Linked DNA regions of Mus musculus: all the other regions are linked to region 2. The links are chromatin contacts, called in public Hi-C and HiChIP or PLAC-seq maps. All regions are on one chromosome and are shown on one strand. The core of a region is the stretch at or near the end of the contact, and the rest is flanking DNA. Distances in the headings are between cores, read along the strand shown.

Region 1 (3,524 bases), core at 446-2,945, 260 kb after region 2:
CCCTGCTCCAGATGCAGCAGAGGGGACATTACAGAGATGGCTCGGGTTCCAGAAGACGAGGAAGGTTCACCTGGGTGGCTCACACCGAACTGAGTGACTACATTGGGTTCTGTGTCCCCAGACCCAGAGGACAGGAAAGGGCACAGTGACTGAGTGATTTTTGGTTCCAGTCACTCTTCAAATGTCCCTGTCCTTCCTCTCCTCCCTCATTTGGACCACAGGGGTGAGGGTGGGGCACACACAGCTGACTCGAGAGGCCTGATGGCATCATGCCACCCCAGTGATTTATCCAACCTCATGGCTGAGGGGTCAGGAGATGTCAGGGGAACAGAGTCTAGGATGCCCTTCTATACTAGGGAAACTTCTCAGGAAGTCTAATCTCCTGATGGAGGAATAATCAAAGCAGAGGTAAGAGGCATCCCTTACCAGGCCAGGCAGCTGGCTTAGGGCACCTGGAACACAGTAAGCCAGCCTGCTTCCATCCACTCCTTATCCCCCTGGGCTAGCCCCACCACCTCCCCCAGCCACCCCTCCCCCCTACAGGTAGGCTCACTTACGGGTGCAGCGGGCCTGTGCTGAGCACCTGCTGAGGCTGGCCCTCCTCCAGGCTCTGGAAGTACACACTGAACCAAGCTGTGAAGCCGTGCAGGGTCCCAGCCTTCTGGATGTCAAATCGCAGTTCGCCACGCATGGTCTGCCCCCCAAACGTAGGATAACATGTTGGTGCCACAGACCAGTGCCAATCCCAATAGACCAACCCTAACCTCAAGGGAGCAAGCCATCCTGGATCATGTGGGTGGTCTCACACGGCTTGGGCTCTGCTGACCACATCCATCCCAAACCCCTTTGCCCACCCAGCAGTCATGGGGCCTAACTAACCACGAGAAAGTGCTAAGAATTTTTGTCACTGATAGGGATGTAAACAGCTGGAAAAAAATTGTTACTTAATTACGAGACCACAAAAAAATGGAATATAATTTGTATGGTTTTTAGGATGCCAAGAATATCAAATAAATATAAAAGAATAACTGGGGCTAACGAAATGGCTCAGCAGGTAAGAGCACTGACTGCTCTTCCAAAGGTCCTGAGTTCAAATCCCAGCAACCACATGATGGCTCACAACCACCTGTAATGAGATCTGATGCCACCTTCTGGTGCATCTGAAGATAGCTACAATGTACTTATGTATAATAATAAATAAATCTTTGGGCTCGAGCGAGCAGGGAGTGAGCGAGTGGGGCCGACCAGAGAGAGCAGGGTTGACCAGAGCGAGCAGAGGTCCTAAAAATTCAATTCCCAACAACCACATGAAGGCTCACAACCATCTGTACAACTACAGTGTACTCATATACATAAAATAAAATTAATAAATCTTTTAAAAAATAAGAATAACTGAAGGCAGTAAAGAGATTAAATATAAAGAATATAAAAACATGAAAGACAGAACCAAAATAGAATGTAAGGAAAAAAACGGTTCATTTATTGGTGTGATACAGTCATCACTAAGACACCCTCTCCCCACTGCCTACCCTCCCCCATGACCCTTGCTGCATGTCTGCTATGGATACCCAGAGTCTCATGCAGCAATTTAATGCCAGAAGCACACCCATCTCTCACCTCCAGGTCAGGGACCTGCACAGTTCTCATGTCCAGCTGCAAGATTGTGCATGGCTCAGAGAGACAGTCTTCTGGCTTCAAGATATGATTCGACTTTGGCCTTGAAAAGAACTCCTTGATTGCTAAAGACCTAGGGGGAGAGTTAAAGAAAAGGTTTGAGGCACTGGCAGGATTTAGTTGTAAGTACACAGGGGGTGATAAATGAACGCTGAGGGCCCCGCCTGGGGGATCATCCCCTGCTAGCTGAGCTCATCTGCTCTGCAGCCTTGCTGAGCCTCTCTAGTTGGCCCTCAGAGCCTGCTGGTCAGGGGGTCCTTCCTTAGCACATCAAATATAGGGACCTGAGCATTTGGAAGCCAACTATGACAAATTGGAGGAGAATTAGAGAATTGCAATGATGTATCAAGTCTTCAAAGCCAAGGATCACAGGTTGAGAGCAGTAGCAACTGCTGTTGCCAAGGCTAAGAGTCCCCATATAGGAAGCCCATATGTGGACTATAAAATATGGGTACCACTTTCTGATGCTTCCATCTGCTTCGCTGCTGTGAAACACTGGGAGGCAGGAAAGCTATCAGAGGCCAACACAAGGCTTTCCCTTGTCTATTGACCCATGACTCCTGCCTGGGTATAGCCAAAGCGCTCTCAACATGTTACCATGTTTTTCTAGATGAACCGGAGAACCGCGATATGCAGGACGATTCCCTCTCTGTTCCCTTTGGGATGTTGAACGAGGGAGCAATGATTCCATAATTAATGAGGGAGGACATGATGCTTTTATATTGCATTCTCTATTATTTTGACTTTTTAATTAAAAAAATAAATTACAGCCGGGCCATGGTGGTCTACCTTTAATCCCAGTACTTGGGAGGCAGAGGCAGGCAGATTTCTGAGTTCGAGGCCAGCCTGGTCTACAAAGTGAGTTCCAAGACAGCCGGGGCTATACAGAGAAACCCTGTCTTGAAAAACCAAGAAAGAAAGAAAGAAACAAACAAACAAATAAAATACAATGCCTGTAGCACTGTGCATTGGCTCCAGGACCCTACCCTCCAAAAGTATCAATAGGAGCGGAGGCTAGTATGGTCCTCCCTGAAGAAATCAGTAGTGTCTTATGCTTGGTAAAGGGGTTTCCCAGACCACCACCTTGCTTTCAAGGGGAAGGAACAGCTTGCCACACCTGTCTAGTAGAGTCAGCTATAAGAGACTTTACTGGCTAGTTCTGTGTCAACTTGACACAGCTGTAGTTATCACAGAGAAAGGAGCTTCAGTTGAGGAAATGGCTCCATGAGATCCAACTGTAAGGCATTTTCTCAATTAGTGATCAAGGGGGAAAGGCCCCTTGTGGGTGGTGCCATCTCTGGGCTGGTAGTCTTGGGTTCTATAAGAGAGCAGGCTGAGTAAGCCAGGAGAGGCATGCTAGTAAAGAACATCCCTCCATGGCCTCTGCATCAGCTCCTGCTCCCTGCCCTGCTTGAGTTCCAGTCCTGACTTCCTTTGGTGATGAACAGCAGCATGGAAGTATAAGCCGAATAAACCCTTTCCTCCCCAACTTGCTTCTTGGTCATGATGTTTGTACAGGAATAGAAACCCTTACTAAGACAGAGACCAAAGGCCTCATTCCAAGGATCAAGTGATTGGTGTCCACCGGACCAGGAAGTGAAGTCAGCTATCTTCAGATCCTTCGTGAAAAGCATGGGTATATCTGCTAATGCCCATTACAAAATTCAGAGCACTCGCTGGGAACTATGGTGCGTTTCAACATCCCACACACTGCTGAAGCCTTCATCATTACAAATGACCTTCCTCCGACTACACCTAGAGACCTAAGGCCATGGGACCTGTCGCTACTGTCTTTAAAGAGGCCTGTGGCTATGAGGTGCTGCATCACTCTTCTGTTGCTATGATAAAAC
Region 2 (3,529 bases), core at 448-2,947:
ACTCATGACCTCCAGAAGAACAGTCTGTGCGCTTAACCGCCGAGCCATCTTTCCAGCCCACATGGATGGGTCTTAATGTTGTATGAAAGAAGCAAACATGAACAACACATACACACATTCTACTTAGAGTAAAATCTCTACACAAACAAAATTAATCTACTATGACAGATCCCAGAATGATGGTTCCGTTGGAGCTTGTGTTGGTCAGTTTTCTATCACTAGGACAACTACCTGAGGTGACCAGCTTATAGTGAGGGAAGGTTAGTTTTACCTCATAGGTTTGGGATGTCAGTCTATGGCACCATTGCTTCTGGGCCAGTGGCAAGGCAGCACATCATAACAGCATCGTGACGGAGAGTATGATGTGGGGCAAAGTCAGGGTAGGCCAGGTAGCAAGAGAGATCTGTGGTCCTTCTACACCTTAAAGGGAGTGGTCTTATTGATCTAAAGATGCCCCCACTGGGCCTATATCCCCAACATCGTCAAGCTGGAAACACTTGGGTGTTTTTCTCTCTGTCACAGCATCGGATGCCCATTAGAGATGGTTGCAAGGCACCATGTGGTTGCTGGGAATTGAACTCAGGACCTCTGGAAGAGCAGTCAGTGCTCTTAACCACTGTGCCATCTCTCCAGCCCAACACTTGGGTCTTTGTGAGGACATTCTAGAGCAGTGATCCTCAACCTTTCTAATGCAGCCACCCTTTAGTATCACCTCATGTTGTCATGAACCCCCAACCATAAAATCATAACTACATCATACCTGTAATTTTGCTACTGCTATGAACTGTTTTCTGATAGTATTGGGCAAAAGCGACCCCTTTCACGCAACCCTGAAAGAGGTCCAGACCCACAGTTTGAGAACTGCTGTTCTAGACCCAGACTATACCAGGGGTAGTGTATTAGTCAGGAGTCTTTAGAGTCACAAAACTTATGGAATGTCTCTCTATATTGAGGGAATTTATTGGAACGACTTACAGTCTGTAGTCCAACTAACCCAACAATGGTCAGCTGTGGATGGGAAGTCCATGGACCTGGTAGTTGCTCAGTCCCACTAGGGTAGCTATTTCAGCTGGCCTTCTGTATAAGCTGGAAGCCTGAAGTAGGCTCCAACAGATGTGCTGGCCAGTAAGTGCAAGCAGGTGAAGAGAGTGAGCCTTCCTTCTTCCAATGTCCGTATGGAGGCCTCCAGCAGAAGGTGTGGCCCAGATTAAAGATGTGTACCACCATGCCTGGATCTGGGACTTGCTTGTCCCAGGCTGACGCAGAGGTCTCCTTGCCTCAGTCTCCTGGGATTAACAGCGTGTACTACCTTGCCTGGGCCTAAGCTCTCCATGGCCACTATGGCCTCAAGATCTCTGAGCCAAATCCAGGTCAGAAATGTGTGTCTTCCAGCCACAAGATCTGAATCACAGGTGTGCCCTCCAATTCTGGATCATAGTTCATTTCAGATATAGTCAGTTGACCACCAGAAATAGTCATTACAGGTAGATATACACTAGGAAAGGGTATGAGAGGCTGTCTGGGGAATGCCAACTTCCTGCAAATGGATGTGAAGGGCTCTGATCTCCTGCTGGCTGAGATGCCAGGACATTTGGAAGATAGGGCCTGACCCTGGCCCCAGACACATGTGTCGTCCTTCAGTCAGTGGGCTGATTTGCATGCTCTATTGTGGTCCAGAGACTTCCCCATCCCTGTACTACAAGCATCCGGAGCACAGTACTGCAGAACTCTAGGTCGGCCTTTCTGCTTCTGGCCATGGCCTGCCCTGGTTGCCTGCCTCTGCTCCTGATAGGAACCTTTGTGGCAGGTACGGCACATCCAGGAACGAGGTGGGGGTTGGCACCAGCTCAGGGAAACTCATGCAAAGAAGTGAATCAACAGGGTAAGGGGGGTGGATCCTAGGAGAGGCATTGGGGTAGAGCAGAGAGCCGGCTGTAGGCAACTCTGTCCAGGACTAGGGGAAAGCCACTTTCCGTGTGGACCTTAGCTTCCCAATTTGTGGGTCTGCTTAGACTGTGGTCCTTCAGCGTCTCTGAGGAGAGGGCAACTTCTTGCCTTTGTTTCTCAGAGAGGAGGCTAATAAAGATGGGCAGCCCCCTGCTCCACAGATCCTTTAAGGCAATCCTCTGTGGCCAGCAGTTTGAAAGTCAAGGATGACAGTTAAGCATTCTGAGAGGTCTGGAGGGCAGTTACTTTGTAGCTGAGGTTGAGTTATTAGATTGAGGGGTAAGGGTAGAGAGAAGGAGGGTAGTAGGTACTAGGGGGACCTAGAAGGTCACACTTGAACACTAGGCTCTCAACTGAACATGGATTCTTGGAGACAGGACAGTAATGCTAATTTAGGGGTCACTTATTCACAAGCCCCCATTCACAGAGGAAACCGGAACGGTAGATGGAGCAAACTATGTCTCACAGAACCATCCAGGGCACTAGGCTCTGAAAAATATTTGGGAGTGGGAATCTTTGCAGTCTGATAAAATATTTGTAGCAAGGTAGGAAGGAGCCCAGGCTAGCCCTTAGTGGGTCTGTGTCTTTTTCAGTCTTTCAGCCAACTCTGACCCAGCCTGACGCGTTCTCAGTCTTCCCAGGCCAAGACGCTCATCTCAGCTGCACCATCAATTCCCAGCATGCCACCGCTGGAGATATTGGGGTGTCGTGGTACCAGCAGCAGCCAGGAAGTGCTCCCCATCTTCTCTACTATTACGCAGAAGAGGAACACTATCGGCCCGCTGACATCCCCGACAGATTCTCAGCTACCGTGGATGCAGCCCACAACGCCTGTATCCTCACCATCAGCCCCGTGCTCCCGGAGGATGATGCCGATTACTTCTGTTCCATCGCCCACACCTTTGAACCCTAGGGCTGGGTTGAACATCTTCTGTCTCCTAGGTCTGCCCCCTGACCTTGGGCCTCCTCTTTTTCTCTTAAGTCTTGCTTTCTTTCCTTCCTCTGTGAAATGAGTTAATAACACTCGACGGGTCAACCACTGTCCTGAGAACTGTGAGATCCTGTGTAAACAAATAAATAAAATAAATGTCAAATTGGAGGATGTGGAGGTTGGGATTTTGATGATTGTTGTCTAAAGAGGAAACACCTGAGACCCTTAGGGAATGTGGCCCAGCTTTGTCCCTATCCCTTAGGGGTTTAGCTTCCCTCCTGGCCTTCCAGTGACCTGAAGGTAGTGAAACAGGAACCAACACTTGCCACCCTCCCCCGAACCCCCGCCCCCAAGTCCTGCATGGCTGATTGTGGTCCAACGCTCATGGTTCTTGGGTGGCTGGTCCCCATGGAGTTCATGCTGATGGGGAGGGGAGGGGCAGCCCTGCCTCTTTTCTGAAGTCTCCGGGCAGGTTCCCAAAGATCTTGATGGTTAGAGGCAGGTGTTCTCAGAAGGGCCGTGAGGGGCAGAAATGAGGATATTGAAAGCAGGTAAGAGATTATGCAGCATCCTTCCCTGCTCAGAAACAGTGTGTTCTACTGATTCCCTGAGGGAAGCTTTCCCACAGATGGGTTACCACACCTGAGCAGT
Region 3 (3,476 bases), core at 252-2,751, 460 kb before region 2:
GTGGGCAACTGAGCTTCCTGGAGACAGCCCACTGTCTTGCATGGCTGCCATGAGTGAATCCTAGAAGGTACAGCCCCAGGAGCTTCATCCTAAGATTTCTTCTGACCTCTGTATCTGATACTATTCTATTTACAGTTGAAGTTATCTTTGAAAAAAAATTAGTATAGGCTTCTTTTGGTCTTGTATGATTTTAGTAAACAACTCGAACCTCTTTCCTGATTCTTCAGTTTTGTCCCAAGCATTTAAAGTTGCTAAATGACATAGCTCCAAGGTGTTATCATCAAATTCCAGCTGCTTTTGTAGCTCAGCATATTGACTTTCACTTAGCAACTGATCTTGGGAAATATTTAAATCTCTGGCCCTATTTCATTGTTCTGTGGCCCTAGCTTCCTCTTTCTTCCATGTTCACCATTGTAACTGAGGGCCATCTTCCATTATAGCTGTTGCCAAATCTTTCCAGTCTTAGAGAATAATTCTGTTCTGAGTTGCCCATGAATTAATATCTGCTTCACATATGGTGAACACATATGAAATGATCGCTTCCTTGAATCTTCTCAAATCTAATACATCTATAGGATTTTCTTTAATTTCTTCATAACCTTGGGGGCATCTATCATTTGCTGGTAAGCCTTACATAGTAACTGGATGAACTAAAGGTTGGTTTTCAAACAACCTTGGGCTTCCTCTCTTCAGTTTCATTATTTGGTGGCATGGTAGGTCCTTGTCTAAATTCCTCTGTGTCTGAGTATTTTCCTTAATTTTCATCTTTCTTTCTAAGGCTTGTCTCTTATCAATTCACTTATTCTATTATTTTAGTATAAAATAGGGTTTATTCAGGGCATAGGGAGAGGAGTTGAGAGAAAGGCAGGGGGGGAAGTGAGAGAGAGAGTAGAGGCCAGCATGAGCATGTGGGGGGAGGGGAGTAGGTAGAGAGGGGCAAGAGGAGAAGAGAGAGAGTAAGAGCCACTTATCATATTTGACACACACACACACACAAACCCCACTATGGCCATTAAGGGTAAAATCTGAACTACCAGACTGATAGTAATTATAATCAGTATTATGTCAATCTCAATTAAGATACTATCTTTTCATTTTCTGCTTATATTTTTCAAGCCATCTGGAGCAGCAGTAGCAGGGTCCCTAGTGCATTGTATTATGGTATTTCCCATCCTTAACTCTCTCTCTCTGAGGACTCCCAGGTGCCTTAACCAAATCTGATGGCTTCTCAGTTTGTCTGTAGCCGGCATGATTTCTTCGTCCATGTGGTCATGCCACACGTTGTAGTGCCAAATGTTGTTCTTCATAAAAATCTCAAATGTTTGCTTTTACCAAGACAGACTTGGGAGCCAGATGCTGGGTTTGAAAGCCTCAGAGAGGCAAAAAAAAAAAAAAAAAAAAAAAATTACCCAGCTGGCCTTCCTCCTCAGCCGACGTCCCAATAGGAAGCTCTTCACACTGTCTCAAAAACCTCAAACTGAATGCCCCCCCTCTTCTACTTCCTGTGCATTTCTCTATCCATCCTCTTGACTTCCTCTTGCTCTTTATGATTTTTTTCCTATGTTCACTTCCTGTCAATTAGATGCTTGCTCCACCTCTTGACCTATGGTTAACTTTATATAATCTTTCTTATGATAAACAGAAACCTCTTGGATTAAAGGTCTATGCTATGGCTGAGTCACACCACAACTAGAAACAGTTTTTTCTTCTTCCAGTAAATAACACAATCCAGATATCCTGCAACATGTCTTATTTTTGAAGTCTTGTTCAACTAAACTGGCTAATCATCTATTGTCTATTCTCATACTGACAGTAGAATAATCTACTCTTTATTCCTAACCCTGTCTTTTCGTGGTCCACTCTGAAACCTATGTCCACATTCCCAAATCACAAGATCCAGGAACTCAGACCTAACCTAGAATGAGTGTTTTCTTTGATTGTTGTCCCAAGCCTATTTTTCTCTTCCAAGTACAATTGCACGCTTATAATGCATGGAAGCTCACGGTGCACATTTTCTAACCTATGAAGCCTTTGCTAGTCTACAAGGGAAGGGGCATGTTCTACTCTAATTCTAACTTTATTATATCTTTTTGGCAAAACAATGTAAATCCCCTTAAACTTTCTATAAACTACCCTAACTTCCCCCAAACTATTTAAATCAAATCACAACTTCTGTAAAAAATCATTGCTTCATCAAAATAAAATTATTTCACCAAAGTTCACCTTCATATTGACCTGCAGGAAAACTGACCAATAAGCCCAAGAAGTCATCATACCAGACTATAGGCAGTAAGGATCTCTCCATGCCCAACCACACCACGCCAGATGTATGAGGACGATAGCAGTGACAGACATGAGAAGGAGCAGCAGCAGCATCAAGAAGTAATCCAGAGATGAATCCCTCAGGACTGTGCCTCTCCGAGGTACATCCATTGTAGCTGTGCAAACTGGTCAACCGTCTCCAGAAATCTCACTTGCCCACTTTCTTAGTTAGGGTTTTATTGATGTGAGCAGACACCATGACCAAGGCAACTCTTATAAGGAAAACATTTAATTGGGGCTGGCTTACAGGTTCAGAGGTTCAGTCCATTATCATCAAGGCAGGGAACATGGCAGCTTCCAGGCAGGCATGGTGCAGGAGGAGCTGAGAGTTCTACATCTTCATCTGAAGGCTGCTAGCGGAAGACTGGCTTGATGAAGGTCTTAAAGGCCATGCCTACAGTGACACACCCACTCCAACAGGGCCACACCTTCTAAAAGTACTACTCCCAGGGCCGAGCATATACAAACCATCACACCCACCACAGTTCCTCCTTTATGGCATCCACCAGACTACCTTGAAGTAGAATTCTCACAGAAGAGTCCAGTGAGGGAAGCCATCAAGTTTAGAGACAGTTGGGGTAGTAAGGATGACCTGGGGGTAGTAAGGATGACCTTTCTCCATTTAAGAAGAAAGAGGAGGGGGGTTGTGATCAAAAGTAGGGAGGAGGACCAAGTCCTCAATGTTGTTTGAGGAGGAAAGGGAGTCAAGGGTGACACTGAGGCAAGCAGTAGTGGGTGTAGTTCCAACAGAGCATGTGAAAATAGCGAGCTTAACAGAGGAGAAAGGAGGTGATCAGGGAGAGGTGACAGCTAAGACAGGCGACCAGGAGGCAGAACCAGCTGTCCATACTTGAGCTCAAAACAAGGGATAGAGGTTTCTCTGGGAAGGCCCTCAGTCTCAGGAGAGCCAGTGGCAGAAGTTCTTGGGAGACTTTGATCTGAGGGGATGGTAGAAGAGTATAGGGCTTTGGGACCACAGGGTGAAGAGGCACCACTGCCAAGTTAATATGTCGGAGATCCTGAACCAAGTGATAGGTTCCATTGGGCTTCTTAACTGCAAGTACGGGAGTATAAAGGAGAACGATCAGAGATAAGGGGATGAAGTCCTCTGAGGCTGTGGGGTGAGAGGGGGAGTATTGAGCCCAGGTGATATA

Evidence for each region. A called contact is a pair of places that touch in the nucleus more often than the background predicts. HiChIP or PLAC-seq counts read pairs in DNA pulled down with a chosen protein or histone mark.
Region 1: a Hi-C map of granulosa cells shows a contact between it and region 2, with 2.9 times the contacts expected there. The contact joins the enhancer-like site here to the promoter of Vpreb3 in region 2. A contact is called at or near these places in 9 of 39 promoter capture datasets (the 3T3-L1 cell line, the SN4741 cell line, embryonic stem cells and 4 more), 3 of 15 datasets of contacts at CTCF or cohesin (the NIH/3T3 cell line, large pre-B cells and pro-B cells), 29 of 484 Hi-C or Micro-C datasets (B cells, the C2C12 cell line, Sertoli cells and 15 more), 14 of 115 datasets of contacts at active chromatin or transcription factors (the 230-238 cell line, astrocytes, embryonic midbrain and 5 more) and 3 of 9 other capture datasets (adipose tissue, embryonic stem cells and pancreatic islet).
Region 3: an H3K27ac HiChIP or PLAC-seq map of large pre-B cells shows a contact between it and region 2, with 2.2 times the contacts expected there. The contact joins the enhancer-like site here to the promoter of Vpreb3 in region 2. A contact is called at or near these places in 3 of 39 promoter capture datasets (HPC-7-derived erythroid cells, hippocampal neurons and stem cell-derived epiblast-like cells), 1 of 15 datasets of contacts at CTCF or cohesin (the NIH/3T3 cell line), 2 of 484 Hi-C or Micro-C datasets (cortical neurons and pro-B cells), 2 of 115 datasets of contacts at active chromatin or transcription factors (large pre-B cells and microglia) and 1 of 9 other capture datasets (liver).

Annotation. Positions count from the first base shown.
Region 1 is chr10:76,208,781-76,212,304 of GRCm38.p6, forward strand. Prmt2 (protein arginine N-methyltransferase 2) reads right to left here. Exons shown (of 11, transcript NM_133182.3): 8 at 1,618-1,747; 9 at 558-694. Among named protein-coding and RNA genes, the nearest start is that of Mir678, 3.1 kb to the left of the region's middle. Within about 2 kb of position 1,696, at least 1 of the 459 cell types and tissues checked has an H3K27ac peak or open chromatin away from gene starts, as enhancers often do. A contact at or near this core is called in granulosa cells, where this site is marked.
Region 2 is chr10:75,946,603-75,950,131 of GRCm38.p6, forward strand. Vpreb3 (pre-B lymphocyte gene 3) reads left to right here and starts at 1,698. Exons shown (of 2, transcript NM_009514.5): 1 at 1,698-1,807; 2 at 2,541-3,055. The coding sequence starts at 1,756. The coding sequence ends at 2,860.
Region 3 is chr10:75,490,575-75,494,050 of GRCm38.p6, forward strand. No RefSeq gene overlaps it. Among named protein-coding and RNA genes, the nearest start is that of Gucd1, 25 kb to the right of the region's middle. Within about 2 kb of position 1,502, at least 35 of the 459 cell types and tissues checked have an H3K27ac peak or open chromatin away from gene starts, as enhancers often do. A contact at or near this core is called in pro-B cells, where this site is marked.